4 separate regions of the Mus musculus genome follow, and all the other regions are linked to region 1. A link is a contact called in public Hi-C and promoter capture Hi-C data. All regions are on one chromosome and are shown on one strand. Each heading gives the region's core, a stretch centred on a gene start, on an enhancer-like site or on the middle of the called end of the contact. The rest is flanking DNA. Distances are from core to core; before and after follow the strand shown.

The links. A called contact is a pair of places that touch in the nucleus more often than the background predicts. Capture Hi-C pulls out chosen DNA fragments and counts their contacts.
Region 2: a Hi-C map of liver shows a contact between it and region 1, with 2.5 times the contacts expected there. The contact joins the enhancer-like site here to the promoter of Tmco4 in region 1. A contact is called at or near these places in 4 of 39 promoter capture datasets (the 3T3-L1 cell line, liver and stem cell-derived epiblast-like cells), 2 of 484 Hi-C or Micro-C datasets (both in liver) and 4 of 115 datasets of contacts at active chromatin or transcription factors (astrocytes, bone marrow-derived macrophages, embryonic stem cells and 1 more).
Region 3: a contact with region 1 is called in a promoter capture Hi-C map of adipose tissue. The contact joins the promoter of Iffo2 here to the promoter of Tmco4 in region 1. A contact is called at or near these places in 1 of 484 Hi-C or Micro-C datasets (liver), 1 of 115 datasets of contacts at active chromatin or transcription factors (large pre-B cells) and 1 of 9 other capture datasets (adipose tissue).
Region 4: a contact with region 1 is called in a Hi-C map of liver, with 5 times the contacts expected there. The contact joins the promoter of Klhdc7a here to the promoter of Tmco4 in region 1. A contact is called at or near these places in 4 of 39 promoter capture datasets (embryonic stem cells, liver and stem cell-derived epiblast-like cells) and 1 of 484 Hi-C or Micro-C datasets (liver).

What each region holds. Positions count from the first base shown.
Region 1 is chr4:138,971,380-138,974,427 of GRCm38.p6, reverse strand. It overlaps Tmco4 (transmembrane and coiled-coil domains 4), which reads right to left and starts at 1,523. Exons shown (of 17, transcript NM_029857.3): 1 at 1,141-1,523.
Region 2 is chr4:138,347,359-138,350,444 of GRCm38.p6, reverse strand. The region is part of intron 2 of Cda (cytidine deaminase); the gene reads left to right. Among named protein-coding and RNA genes, the nearest start is that of Cda, 19 kb to the left of the region's middle. Within about 2 kb of position 1,549, at least 8 of the 459 cell types and tissues checked have an H3K27ac peak or open chromatin away from gene starts, as enhancers often do. A contact at or near this core is called in liver, where this site is marked.
Region 3 is chr4:139,573,117-139,576,003 of GRCm38.p6, reverse strand. It overlaps Iffo2 (intermediate filament family orphan 2), which reads right to left and starts at 1,284. Exons shown (of 9, transcript NM_001205173.1): 1 at 407-1,284. The coding sequence starts at 1,056.
Region 4 is chr4:139,966,670-139,969,748 of GRCm38.p6, reverse strand. Klhdc7a (kelch domain containing 7A) reads left to right here and starts at 1,723. Exons shown (of 1, transcript NM_173427.2): 1 at 1,723-3,079. The coding sequence starts at 2,115. It overlaps Mir2139 (microRNA 2139), which reads left to right and starts at 2,129; the gene lies at 2,129-2,223.

The sequences.
Region 1 (3,048 bases), core at 274-2,773:
GGTCTATGCCACCATCGCCATGCCTGGCTTTAATTTACTTTTGATTTGGGTACTGTGCTTTCCAATTCATGAAGCATCCTGACACGATCTTCAGCACTGGGAAGAATTATAATCCATGATCCTCTTGTGTTATAAGGAAATGAAGGTTCAGGGTGACACCCAAGGTGACACAGAGAGGAAGTGGCAGAGCCAGGCTCAAGTTCCTTGAGGGCATCTTTTAAGTCCAGGGGAGTGGGAAACTGAGGCTGGAAGCAGCATCTTCGGTGATGCCCAGAGGTTCAGGCGGTTTGGTAGGGTTCTAACTAGGAGGATGGGGCCCTGGGTTCCTTCCTGACTTCTCAAACATACTGGGTAATTGGGGATTTTGGTGGCCTTGTCTTTCTGCCTAGCTGATTCACCCTGAGGAGTCTTCACTACTGTGTCTTCAGAGCCTACACGATGACACATAGTAGGTGCTCAATAAATATACCCCGTGAGTGGCGTCCTGGGAAGCCCTACAGGGGTGTGTTCCCTCCTACTTGAAGGCAGCAGTGGCCTCAGGATCAAACCTGCAGATTTAGCCAGCCCCAGCTTCTACTCTGGGTCACCCCTGGCAAGGACAAGGACATCATGGAGGCCAGTTTTGAACCTAACACTGGGTCAAACTCTGAAGTCAGCTCACCCTAGTTAACCTCTTTGCTCTGACTGCCTGGTCCTGGCCAAAATCATCCCATTGTTCCCAGACTCAGTTTTCCCGGATGTAAAAACCTGTAATGTGAAATGTCCCCTACTCTGTAAAAACCCGCAGCGGGGCGAGAAGCCACGCCCCCGTCACAGCAGGAAGGGGCCGGGCCTTTCCGGGACTCTAGGGCTTCCCAGGCCTCGGGGAACTGAGTCTGGAGACACAGAGGGTGGGAGTGGGTGCCTGGAGCTCCCAGTACGCAGGGGGCGTCCAGTGACCCTGCGTGACCTTGAGCAAGGTCCTTTCTTCCCTTCAAACCCAGCGACCGGTGCCCTGGGCTGTGCTGGCAGGCGGGGGCCGCTGGCATGCTCGTTGGCATCAGTTTCCCCTCCAGCTACTCAGGAGTCCCGAGAGCACTTCCGGGTTCGGAAGCGCAGTGGAGGCGGCGTGGGGACGATCGGGGCTCCCCGCGGGCTTACCTGGAGGCGGCAGCGACGGATGGGACGACGGCAGAACTTCTGGCAGCCCCGCAGCTCCCGCCCTGGCGCTCCCCGCCTGTTCTCTCCCTGGCCCAGCCGCCCCACACCGGCCCGGGCCGGTCCCGCCTGCGCAGCCCTAGGGCCCGGGCCTTCCGGGCTGGGCCGGGCGCACCGCCACCTAAGCCACCAAAGCCATCGCCCGGGTGCTGGCCTTGGGACGGGACCCGCACTTCTGTGTCTCCCGCTCCCCAGGAAGCGAGAGCGCGGGGCACAGGAGGGGTCTGCAGAGAGTGCTCACCAGGGGCTGGGCTGGCATGAGGGGAGTTCGAGCAGACACTTGAAGGGGAAGCTTCCAAATTTTGCCGCCACACTTGAAAAGAGCCTGTCCCAGAAGGTGCCTCCCCCTCCTGTGCACACTGCTCGGTGAAATTTGCAACACCCACGCCTTCTGATCGTTCTTTCACTTTCTCTAATGCTCGCCAGTCGTTGCACCCGTGGCTCTTCCGTCCCACGGGCCTCCGTTTTGGGGTTCCATTCCTGTTAGACTAGCCACCCACTCAGCTCTAGTCTTTGAACAAGTATTTGCTGAGCACCTACTACGTGCCAGCAAGGTTATGGATTAGCACACCAGGCCTTCGGGCCCATATTTTAATCGTAGTATTTAACACTGAAGTTGATTGTTTTCCTGTTTGCCAATTTATAATCTGGGTATCCCACACTAGAACTTAAAGACCCCAAGAATGGAAGGGGGGGTTGTCTCCCATGCCTCATCCTCCGCTCTCCTCATTTGGGAGCCGGCTCTTGGTTGCCCAGGCAACCTGTGAAATTTCATCACACCTAATCTACAGGTGAGGAAGTAGGTGGCCATCCTGGTCAGGGCTGGAATCTGAGTCACCATGACCTCTGACGTCGTTGCTCTTTCCCCTGGAGAAGATAGGCTGGAGTTGGAAATGGAAAAAGTTCTCGAGCGGACAGATGAGACGTGCGGCATTCCAGCAGGGAGCCTTATGACTCAGGATCCGACTGGAACGCTAGAGGGCCTCCATCACCTGATCTCTCTATCGGCCAATCAGGACCTAGAAGAGCTAGGAGGTTATTGTAGGTCAAAAAAGGACAGTTGTGGAGGGTTGAAGGATTCTAGCTGAGATTCTGGGCATCACTAAGTTGGGGAAATAACCATACCAAGGTGGCACGCTCCCCCCGCCCCCCGCAAATATCATGGAATTTTAAAAGATCCTATTGTTGTCTATGAGGAATGGAGGATTGGAGTGACCAGAGGCCACCGATTAAGAAGCGGTCCTGAGCTGAAGTAGCCAGCCTCAGCCTGAGCAACTAACTACCTTAGCCTTTCAGATGTGAGACAGCTGCCGTTTTTTTTTTTTTTTTAATTTCAGCATAAGTTGATTTTAGTAAGTTCTTGATATTAAAAAAAAATAAATGTAACTCTGAAAGTTAAAAAAAAACGGTCATTCTCTAATGGAAAACAGAATCACAATGGATAAAGAAAATCAATATGGAAAATAGTTTTAGAAAAGAAGACATACTCAAAACAAAGTGATCGCTTAGGTGGGGTTTGGGGACAGTAAAGACGCAGGGAGAACACTGCGAGTGACTCCTCTGCTTTTAGTCCATAGCCACATATCAATATTGATTTTTTAAAAAAATCTTGTCCAATGTATCAGTGTTAAGATTGGAAAGTAAGGCAAAGGTCACATGGATTTTTGCTGAGGACTCTGCACTATTTCTGAAACTCTCCTGTCCGCTGGTCGCTCTAAAGCCCTTGTCACACACGTTTGCTAAGCAAGTGACAGCTTGCATCCTTACTGTAGTTACAGGTTGCCTCTGAGCTAAGCCCTGCTTTGCCTTTGTTTAAAAGGATCAGCAGGGCCTGATGGTGAAACCACAGCT
Region 2 (3,086 bases), core at 300-2,799, 620 kb after region 1:
TCCTACAGGATCCAACACTCTCTTTTGGTCTCTGCAGGCTTCAGACAGGCACATGGTACAGAGACATACATGTAGGCAAAATACCCATACACATAAAATAAAATGATTGAAAACATATCTAAGGCAGAGAGTGACTGAGGAAGATGCCTAAAATTGACCTCTGGCCTTCACACATGTGTGCACACATACCTGCATGCATATGCACACATGAACACATGCACACATGAACGAATGCACATGAGCGTATGCACACACACACAAAAGCCCATACATTTTCCCCACCACACACATAAGGAAAAATAACAATAATTAAAATAATAAATGGGTTTGATTAGTGGTAGTGAAACTGAAGACAGCCCAGAATTCCCCCTGGGAGCCCAAGGAGTCTCTGTAAACTTTTAGAGCCTCCATGTAGATAAAACCAAATTCTTGGCTTTGCTGGGGGAAAAGCATTTTAAGAAAAACCACCATGAAGCAGAATTGGAATGTATTAACAGACATTCAGAATCCTTCTTAGATTTATTTTATGTGTATAGGTGCTTTGCATGCTTGCTATATATGTCTGTACACCAGAGGTATGTGTGGTGCCTGAGGTCAGAAGAGGACATTGGATCTCCTGGGACTGGAGTTACAAGCAGCTGTGATCCGGCATGTGGGTGCTGGGAATCAAACCCAGGTCCTCTAGCTAGAGCAACAAGTGACCCATGTCTCCCAGTCCTTTAAAAGGTGTTTTAAATGTAGCCTTCAAGTACAAAGGTTAACAGAAAGAGAGCAGCCCAGGAGAAGGGTGAGCTACACCCAAAAGCCTAGGCTTGAGCTTCTCAAAGGAAATAGACACTTTGTTATCCCAGTGGTGACTGGAGGAGGGATTTGGAAGCTTTGAGATCTCAGGTTCAGCTGGTTTCTTTCTCCCTCCCTCCCTCCCTCCCTCCCTTTCTCCCTTTCTCCCTTTCTCCCTTCCTCCCTTCCTTCTTTTCTGTTGTTTTGTTTTGTTTTTGTTTGAGACAAGGTCTTACTCTGTGTCCCTAGCAGTCTACACAGCTATGAAACTCACTATGTAGACCAGGCTGGCCTCAAACTCACAGCCATCCACCTGCCTCTACCTCCCTTAGGATTAAAGATCTGAAACCACCTGGGCTAATAATTGGTATTCTTCGTTCTCAGCTGCTGAAAGGCTTCCCCAGTCTCCCGAGTGAGTGGCTCCCATCCCTCTCCTTTTCCCTGTCTTTCTGGTCTGCCTCAGACTCCACCCTCAGGGTTGGCCCACAGAGCAGGTAAACTCAGGAGGACTGGCACAGCAGGGACGTTTCTGTCTCAGTAACACCAATTTCGACACAAATCCCTGGAGGTACAAAAGAAAGATGTCACACAGAAACTCAACAGCCAGAGGACCTGAGAGTCATTGGGCACGGACTCCCTTGCCACCACCCCACTTTTACAGACAAACAAAACCAACCAACCAAACAAACAAACCCTTGAGGCCTGAGAAGTTAAGGAACTTTCCTGGAAGTTGGCTGTAGATAAAACTGGAACGAAACTCTGATCCCAGAATCATAGTCCAGGGTACAGTCCTCTGTGCCACTCGGTGCCAGGAGGCAGACTCTGTTGCCTGCTCTTTTTAAGTGGGCGCAGAACGAGCTGTTGAGCTTTGCTAACTCCAGATAAAGGTGCCAAAACCAGGGTTCAAAAGCAAGCTGGCTCAGTGACTCGGTGACAGTCATGTAAGAACTGACTATGGCTCAAGTTAACCCAACTCCAGTTAGGGTCTGACTAAACTAGATTTCTAGTCAGTGCTCTCTAGTACCTCAGATGTAATGGCTCAGGCTCCCGTGGGCTTCCTCCCACTGGAGTGTGGTGGGGTCTTGTTGGCACTGGACCCAGACTGTATAGCTCCTAGGCCAAAGCCCGTGTGAATGGACTCTTTACTAGTTTAGATCCCCAGAAATTTTGTGCTTTTGTGGTAAGTTGCATTTGCGTACCCCCTTTTTTTATTGGCTGGGCGAGAAGTAATCTTGGCAAGTTACTGGTTAAAGAAATTGACACAGGACACAGTGAACCCAGCCAGCAGAGCCGGCTAACCAAGCATTGGTCTTAAGCAGCGTGGGACACAAACCCTAGAAGATCATTTCTTCCTGTGAATGGAGTTGCAGCCTGGTAGAGCAGCAAAGGTTTACAATAGTCTGTGCACCAGAAAGGGATCTTGTGGCTTTTCCAAGACCCTGCGTTTTGCCTCCATCTGGCCCCGAGGGGGTCCTGAGGGTCATGTTGCAGTGACTGGAGCCAGGTGTGCCCTTGGGAAGCAAGGCTTCGGTTCCAGGCTTTCTCTGGAGCCCAGGGCTGTCCTGGTTCCCGTAGGTTTTCAGAGGATAAATGAGGCTGAGCTGGGAACATTTTGAGCAGGATGTGAACTGCACGTACGAAGAAATGGGGAGAAATAACTCAATTGCAGAGCTGCTCCAAGAAAGCCATGGTGTTCTGGGGAAGGAGAGGTCGGTGCCATAGCCTGCCGGCTCCGTTAGCATTTGCCCAATGGAAGGCTCTTTTCTTTTGCCCATCGCCTGCCTTTAAACATGACCCATTGGGTCTTGCTGCAATCATCAGACTTCCTTACACAAACACCTGCAGTTTCTAGCACCCAACTGGCCTACTCTGGATCTTTAGCCCATCACCGAATCCCCCAGCCAGCAATGCAGTCATTATCACACTAATGAATTATTAAAGAAAGCTTGGATTTAGAGGAGGAAGGCCAGCCAGCTCTTTTTGGCACAGACCAGGGCCGAGCAGCCCAGTTCCCTCTCTGGGATCACAAAGGATGGGGTGCTGTGGATGTTGGCAGAGCCAGGTGAGATCCTGAGGTCCTACTGGACTCTGTTCTCAGAGTCAGTAGGTTTCTAGCTCACCAAGCTATGACCTCAGTATGCAGCCAAGGTTTGCACAAACCACACAAAACCCTTGATCTCCAGGGATAAAAGGTATCCTGGGGAGGAGAATCAGGAAAGCATGGGAGAGATGTCTAGATGCAGCCAACTTGTCTGATGGTTATTGATCATTCTTGCCAGATATGTTAACTGACAGATAAAAGCCCT
Region 3 (2,887 bases), core at 35-2,534, 600 kb before region 1:
GGAAAGGGAATCTACCACCAACATCTCGGGGAATACCTAGGCTAGGAGACACACCAGCCATGACTTCCATCAAAGGATCAAGTCTTGACTTTCACCGCGGATTAGCCAAGCTGCCTTGAGCAAGACACTTGGTACCTCTTCACCTCAGTTTCCTCATCTGCAGTATGGGGACAAGGCTGCCTCACACCGCACTGTCATGTGGACAGAATGAGATCACCACAAATCCGCTGGTTATTACGTCCCTGGGAAACAATGTGCCTGGCCCCAGGGGTCGGCGCCCAGGTATCCCGCGCTCCCTGCGCTCGTTCGCGGATTTAGATGACCTAGTCCTCCCGCAGTTCGCAGCCCATATGCCAGGCCCTGCTGCCGGTTCTGAGAGCGGCGGAGGAGGGGCGCGTCCACTCACCTCCGTTTGTACTCGTCACGCTCGCGCTTCACCTTGGCCAGCACGTTGTAGAGAGCGCGGATCTCTGGCGTGATGGTGTCGATCTGCACGCCTACGCCGTCCGGGTGTACCCACGACACGCCGGGGCCCTGCACAGTCTCCACGCCACCGCCTCCCGTGCGCCGCACCTGCGTGTAGCTCCAGATGGTCCCGGGCAGGCGACCGTAGTGCTGCGGGTGCGAGCCGCCGCCGGGGGGCAGGCCGCCCAGGGCCACCGCGTTGGCGTTGACGCCGGTGGCCGCGCCGAGGGCCTGCCCGCTTCCCGCAGCCGACGGCCGCAGCAGCTCGGGCCCGGTCTGCACGGCCTGCTCGCGGGAGAAGGTCTTGTAGCGCAGCCGCCGATCGCGCTCGCTCTGCTGCTGCTCCAGCTGTTTCTCCAGGAGCCGGTTGCGCCGCTCCAGCTCGTGCACCTTGGCCAAGAAGCAGCGGAAACGCACGTTGAGCCCCTTGAGGAGGTGGATGTTGGAACCCAGATCGTCCCGCAGCGCCGCCGTTACGGGCGAGGGCCCCGGCCCGGCCCCGCCACCCCCGCCGCCGCCTGCGCAGCCGCCGCCCCCCGGCGGGCAGCCGAAGGCCAAGGCCATCTCTCCGAACAGCAGCGAGTTAACCATGCGCCGGCTGCGTGGCTCAGGGCCCCGGGCCCGTGGCTCCAGATGCGGCTCCAGCTCGGGGCCGGGCTCCCGGCGCGGCCGGGCCAGGGCGGGCGCGGGCTCCAGAGCGGCCGGGGTGGTGTTAGGTGCCAGATGCGGCTCCGCTGCGTCGGGAGAGATGGTGGGACGAGCTGGAGGTCGCGGTGGCTGCGTGGGGCTGGTGAGGGGTCCGGTGCCTGCGCCGCGACTGTCAGAGCTGCTGTGGACCGGCCGCAGCAGCGGCTCGCAGAGGACTCTCAGCCGGCGCTGCCCCCTCTGCGGCGAGCCCCGCCCTCTGCAGGCACAGACCACGCCTCCAGGGCCCGCCCTCTGCAGACACAGACCACACCCCCTGCCTAGCTGCTCTCTGCCCTTCCCGGCCCGCCCTCTATAGGCGAAGGCCTTCCTCCCTAGCCTGGACCGCCCTCTGCGGACATAGGCCACGCCCCTCAACCCATTGCAGCGATTTCACCCGCTGAGACTCGGCTCCTAGGTCTCCAGCCCCGGCCACGCCTATCGGCCCTTGGGCTCCGCCCACCCACAAGCTGCGCCACTCGTCTGCGAGGAGCCTTTCGACTACAGCTCAAGCTCCGCCCAGCAACGGCCCAGAAAACCCTCGCCTGCGTGCGGCGCTGCAGGCCTAGCGGGGTTCAGATAATCTAACGCAGTCTGAATGCGAAACTGTACCCGGGAACGCGGCAGAGCCGGGCACCGCAGCCTCTTGAAAAGGTGGACAGCCTGTGGAGACCTCCACTACCAAGTGTGCCAGGCGGGCTTGACTACCTGCTTGCCCTTCCTCCGTGTCCCAAATTTCCCTGCCCCAGATTCTCAGGCATGCGGGTGACTGTGGCCTGCAAAGGTCTGGCAACCATAGTGTGCGAAGATGCATGAAAACCAGCTCCCCTACTCCAGCCTCCGGAGGCCTTGGTCGCCTTCCTGTCCCCTACCAGGCAGGATCAGGGCTTCTCGCAGCCTTTGAGCCTGCTAGTCCACGGCAAACCCAGAAGCGGGGATGTGAGACAAGCTGGGGAAGAGAAAGCAATGAGCCTCCCAACATGCTTGTCCTCACAACCCTGACTAACCATCTCCTGTCACCTATCACCACATTGTCACAGTCGGCGCTGTAGCTGAGCCCTGAGAGCAGAGGGTCTGTCTATCCATCAATTCTCCCGAATGCCTTGCTGCAATATGGAGTACCACCTATTTGGAGGACACTTATTTGGACCCATCCATCTTCCGTCCTTTCAGCCATCTATCCTTCACACCTACCACCCTAAAAACCAGTATTCCCTGCGATCTCCAAGTGTCTCCTGTACCCACTGCAAGCATTAGCTCACAGCAGGCACCTATTTAAGTATTATCCTCATTTTACAGAGAAGGTCGCTGAGACCTGAGCTTTACCACCACCTCAAAACACACTCTACCCAGCCTTCCGAGCTGCTGGCCTTTGGTCCTCACCACAAACTTCCTAAGGGAAGGACCCCACCTTGAATGCCTGTGGCTTACACCGTCAGCTCTTAACCAGATATGTGGTATGTTTTAGATTCTTCCGGCCACATCTTTTTTTCCCCTCTCACCGCCATTGTCTTGTTACTAGCTTATGTGTCCGTCTTGTCTGCTTGTGCGTAAGCTTGCAGGCAGGTACCCTGTCTCACAGGACAAAGCCTTGGTGCTCTTTGTGACAGACGAGAAAGAGTGTGGTGCTCTGGGGTGGTGCTGTGTTGTGAGGTTACTGCTGTGTTTCAGGTTTGGTCTTGTTGCCTTCCCTCGCTCCCTGCCAAATGGACTTAGCTCTGCGCTCCGGCATTCCCTT
Region 4 (3,079 bases), core at 474-2,973, 1.0 Mb before region 1:
CTGGAGAAGGAGAAGCTGGTTTGAAAGGGCAAGGAACTCAGGAAGGCGGCCATGGAAGGGGCCTGTCTTAGTCAGGGTTTCTATTCCTGCACAAACATCATGACCAAGAAGTAAGTTGGGGAGGAAAGGGTTTATTCGGCTTACACTTCCATGTTGCTGTTCATCACCAAAGGAAGTCAGGACTGGAACTCAAGCAGGTCAGGAAGCAGGAGCTGATGCAGAGGCCATGGAGGGATGTTCCTTACTGGCTTGCCTCCCCTGGCTTGCTCAGCCTGCTTTCTTATAGAACCCAAGACTACCAGCCCAGAGATGGTCCCACCCACAAGGGGACCTCCCCCCTTGATCACTAATTGAGAAAATGCCTTACAGCTGGATCTCATGGAGGCATTTCCTCAACTGAAGCTCCTTCCTTTCTCTGTGATAACTCCAGCCTGTGTCAAGTTGACACAAAACTAGCCAGTACAGGGCCCAGGGAGGTTTGGAGTTTGACTGGACCTAGACGGCTGGAAAGATCCCCACCGGCAAAGATAAGGAGGCCTGGCCTGCAGGAGTCAACAAAGTAGGGCACACTAGACTGCCACATGCAGAAGGGTAAACTGAGGCTGTTGGGTGGAGGCTCACACACATAAGGACCTCCTAAGGGGATCCCAGGAGGCCAGCAAGATGACACTCCAGTCAAGCAAGGTGGCCTGAGTTCAACCCTCAGGATTTGCACGGCAGAAGGAGAACAGAATCCTTGGGCTGTCCTCTGATGTCACATGTGCCTATGTGTATTACCCACACATGCACTTGCACACACACACACACACACACACACACACACACACACACACACACACACACACACACACACACACACACAAATATAACAAAAAAGTTTAGAGTTTTCCCAAGGCCAGAACCCTCAGAACCAAGTTCCTGGGCCTTCAAATTGGATCGTCCTTTCACTTTGCAACCTGAAGACAACCTTTAAAAAGTGGAGCGTGTGCGTTGGGCATCTCGGCAGCTGAGGACCTGAATCCTGGGCACAGATGGAGGCTTACCCAGAGCAGGCCTGGGCCCCCACTCTTGCTCAGTGACTTTACCTCCCTTAAAACTGTGACCTCAGCACCCACCCTTGAGAACCAGTAAAAAAACCTGCACATGGGGGAGATAAAAACAGCCAAGCCTTGCTGAGCTTTAGCAACAACATGGGGCTTCATGCATGTTGACTACTCTACCTGATGAGCTAATGATGCGGTCACCCTCTGTCTCTCGCCACTTTTCAGGCAGGCACAGAGAAGTAAAGTTACTTGCCCAAGGTCACACAGCTGGTGAACGGCAGATTTGAGTCTGGGGTCCACAGTGCTGATGTGGGTTGGGGGTTGTGAGGAGTCACTCCTCCACAGGCCTCTTTTCCTATGAGGTTGGCTCATCATGAAGAGGAGGCAGGGTCTCTAAGGTCTCATTTTGTCTGGGTGCTAAGGTCTTGTATTTCCTGGCTGCTTCAGCAAAGCTAGTTTCTCTTCAACTTGTTGAGTAGAGGAGGAGGGCAGAGGCAGCCAAGGGCCCAGTCAGGTGGCTTGGCCGCCAGCCCAGGCCCAGCGTCCTCACTGTTTCATTGCTTGGCTGGTTAAAAGCTGACCCCTCAGTTAGGGCCAAGGCCATCCCCATACGCCTGTTAACTGTGGCTCCACCTGCTCCGGGAACCAAGGCAAAAGCTGCCCCAAGCTTCCAACCTAAGGATTTGCAAAAGAGAAAATAAACACCCTCACACACAGACCAACAGTGTGGCTTCTAGGCATCTGGTGACAGTTCTGCTCAGAGATTCCTTCCTCTTTGAATCCCTGTTGGACACTCCCTCCCACCAGGGGCTGCAGGTGACTGATCTGAAGCTCGGGCCCCTCCAGTCGGGACCCTCCCTCCTTTCAGGCAAGGATCCAAAGAGGCCAGCTGCAACCTTAGCCATCCCCTGCCCCATTGCCGACTCAGTGGACTCAAAGTCACCTCTGCTCCAGCAACCGCTGGCCAGATCCGGCTAGGGACTCCCTCCCACTCCACAGCAGGATCCAGGAACTGGTCCCTATTGGGCAATCATTAATCGGATTCTTGGCATTCCTCTGTCCCTGGCCAGCATGCTCCCCACTGGAGAAGGAGCAGAGGGCCAGGACTGGCATTTGGACATGCAGCTGCCCAGCAAGGTGGTGCTGTCCGCAGCTGCGCTGCTCCTGGTAACTGCGGCTTACAAACTCTACAAGTCCAGACCTGCCCCAGTCGGGCAGGCAGGGAGAAACAACAAGGACCACAAAGCAGAAAATGAAACAGAGGCCTTGGGACAACTTGCCTTCCAGGAGGCTCCACCGGGGACCCTGCCAAGGGGTCGAAGACGCAGGAAGGCCAGCAAGGGGGCTGGGACCTCACTGGACTACAGCTTGGTGGATCCAGAAGACCCCTGCATCCTGGACATTTCCAGGTCTGAAGAGGCCACAAGAAAAGGCTCTGATGAAAGTCAGGGCAGGCAGTGTCCAGACTCTCAGCAGGTGCCTCCTCCCTGTGGTGGCCAGGAAGCCGGAACAGATGTTAGAGGTAAGCCCAACCCTCCCCACCTCCCTCATTCAGGCTGTGAACCTACGAGCTCCTCAGGCAGACTTATCCCAGGAGTGGGTGGCAGCTGTGTGGGTGACAAGCTCTCTCCATGGCCAGACAGCAGACCCCCAGAGGAAACAGGATCTGGGGACCTGGAAGCCCCCAACGGTTGGACTGATCTTACACTGGTCAATGGTGACATGAACCAGAGTTGGATCTTCACCCACATGACAGGGGTCAGCAGGGGAGAGGCCGGGGTCCTCCAGGCTGCTGCAGACATGGGCTTGGCCACGCAGCAGCAGGAAGGAGCCACCAACGCCTCCCATACTTTCTCATCTGTGGCCCGGATCCGGATGGAGGAGAATATTATACAAAAGGCAGAGGGACCAGGGCTGAAGGGCAGAGTATATGACTATTTCGTGGAGTCCACGTCGAAGGCTGACTCCAGGCCAGTCCCCTGCCCAGCAGCTCTGGCTGATGCTCCATCCCCTGGGCCTGGACCAGAGCCCCTTGT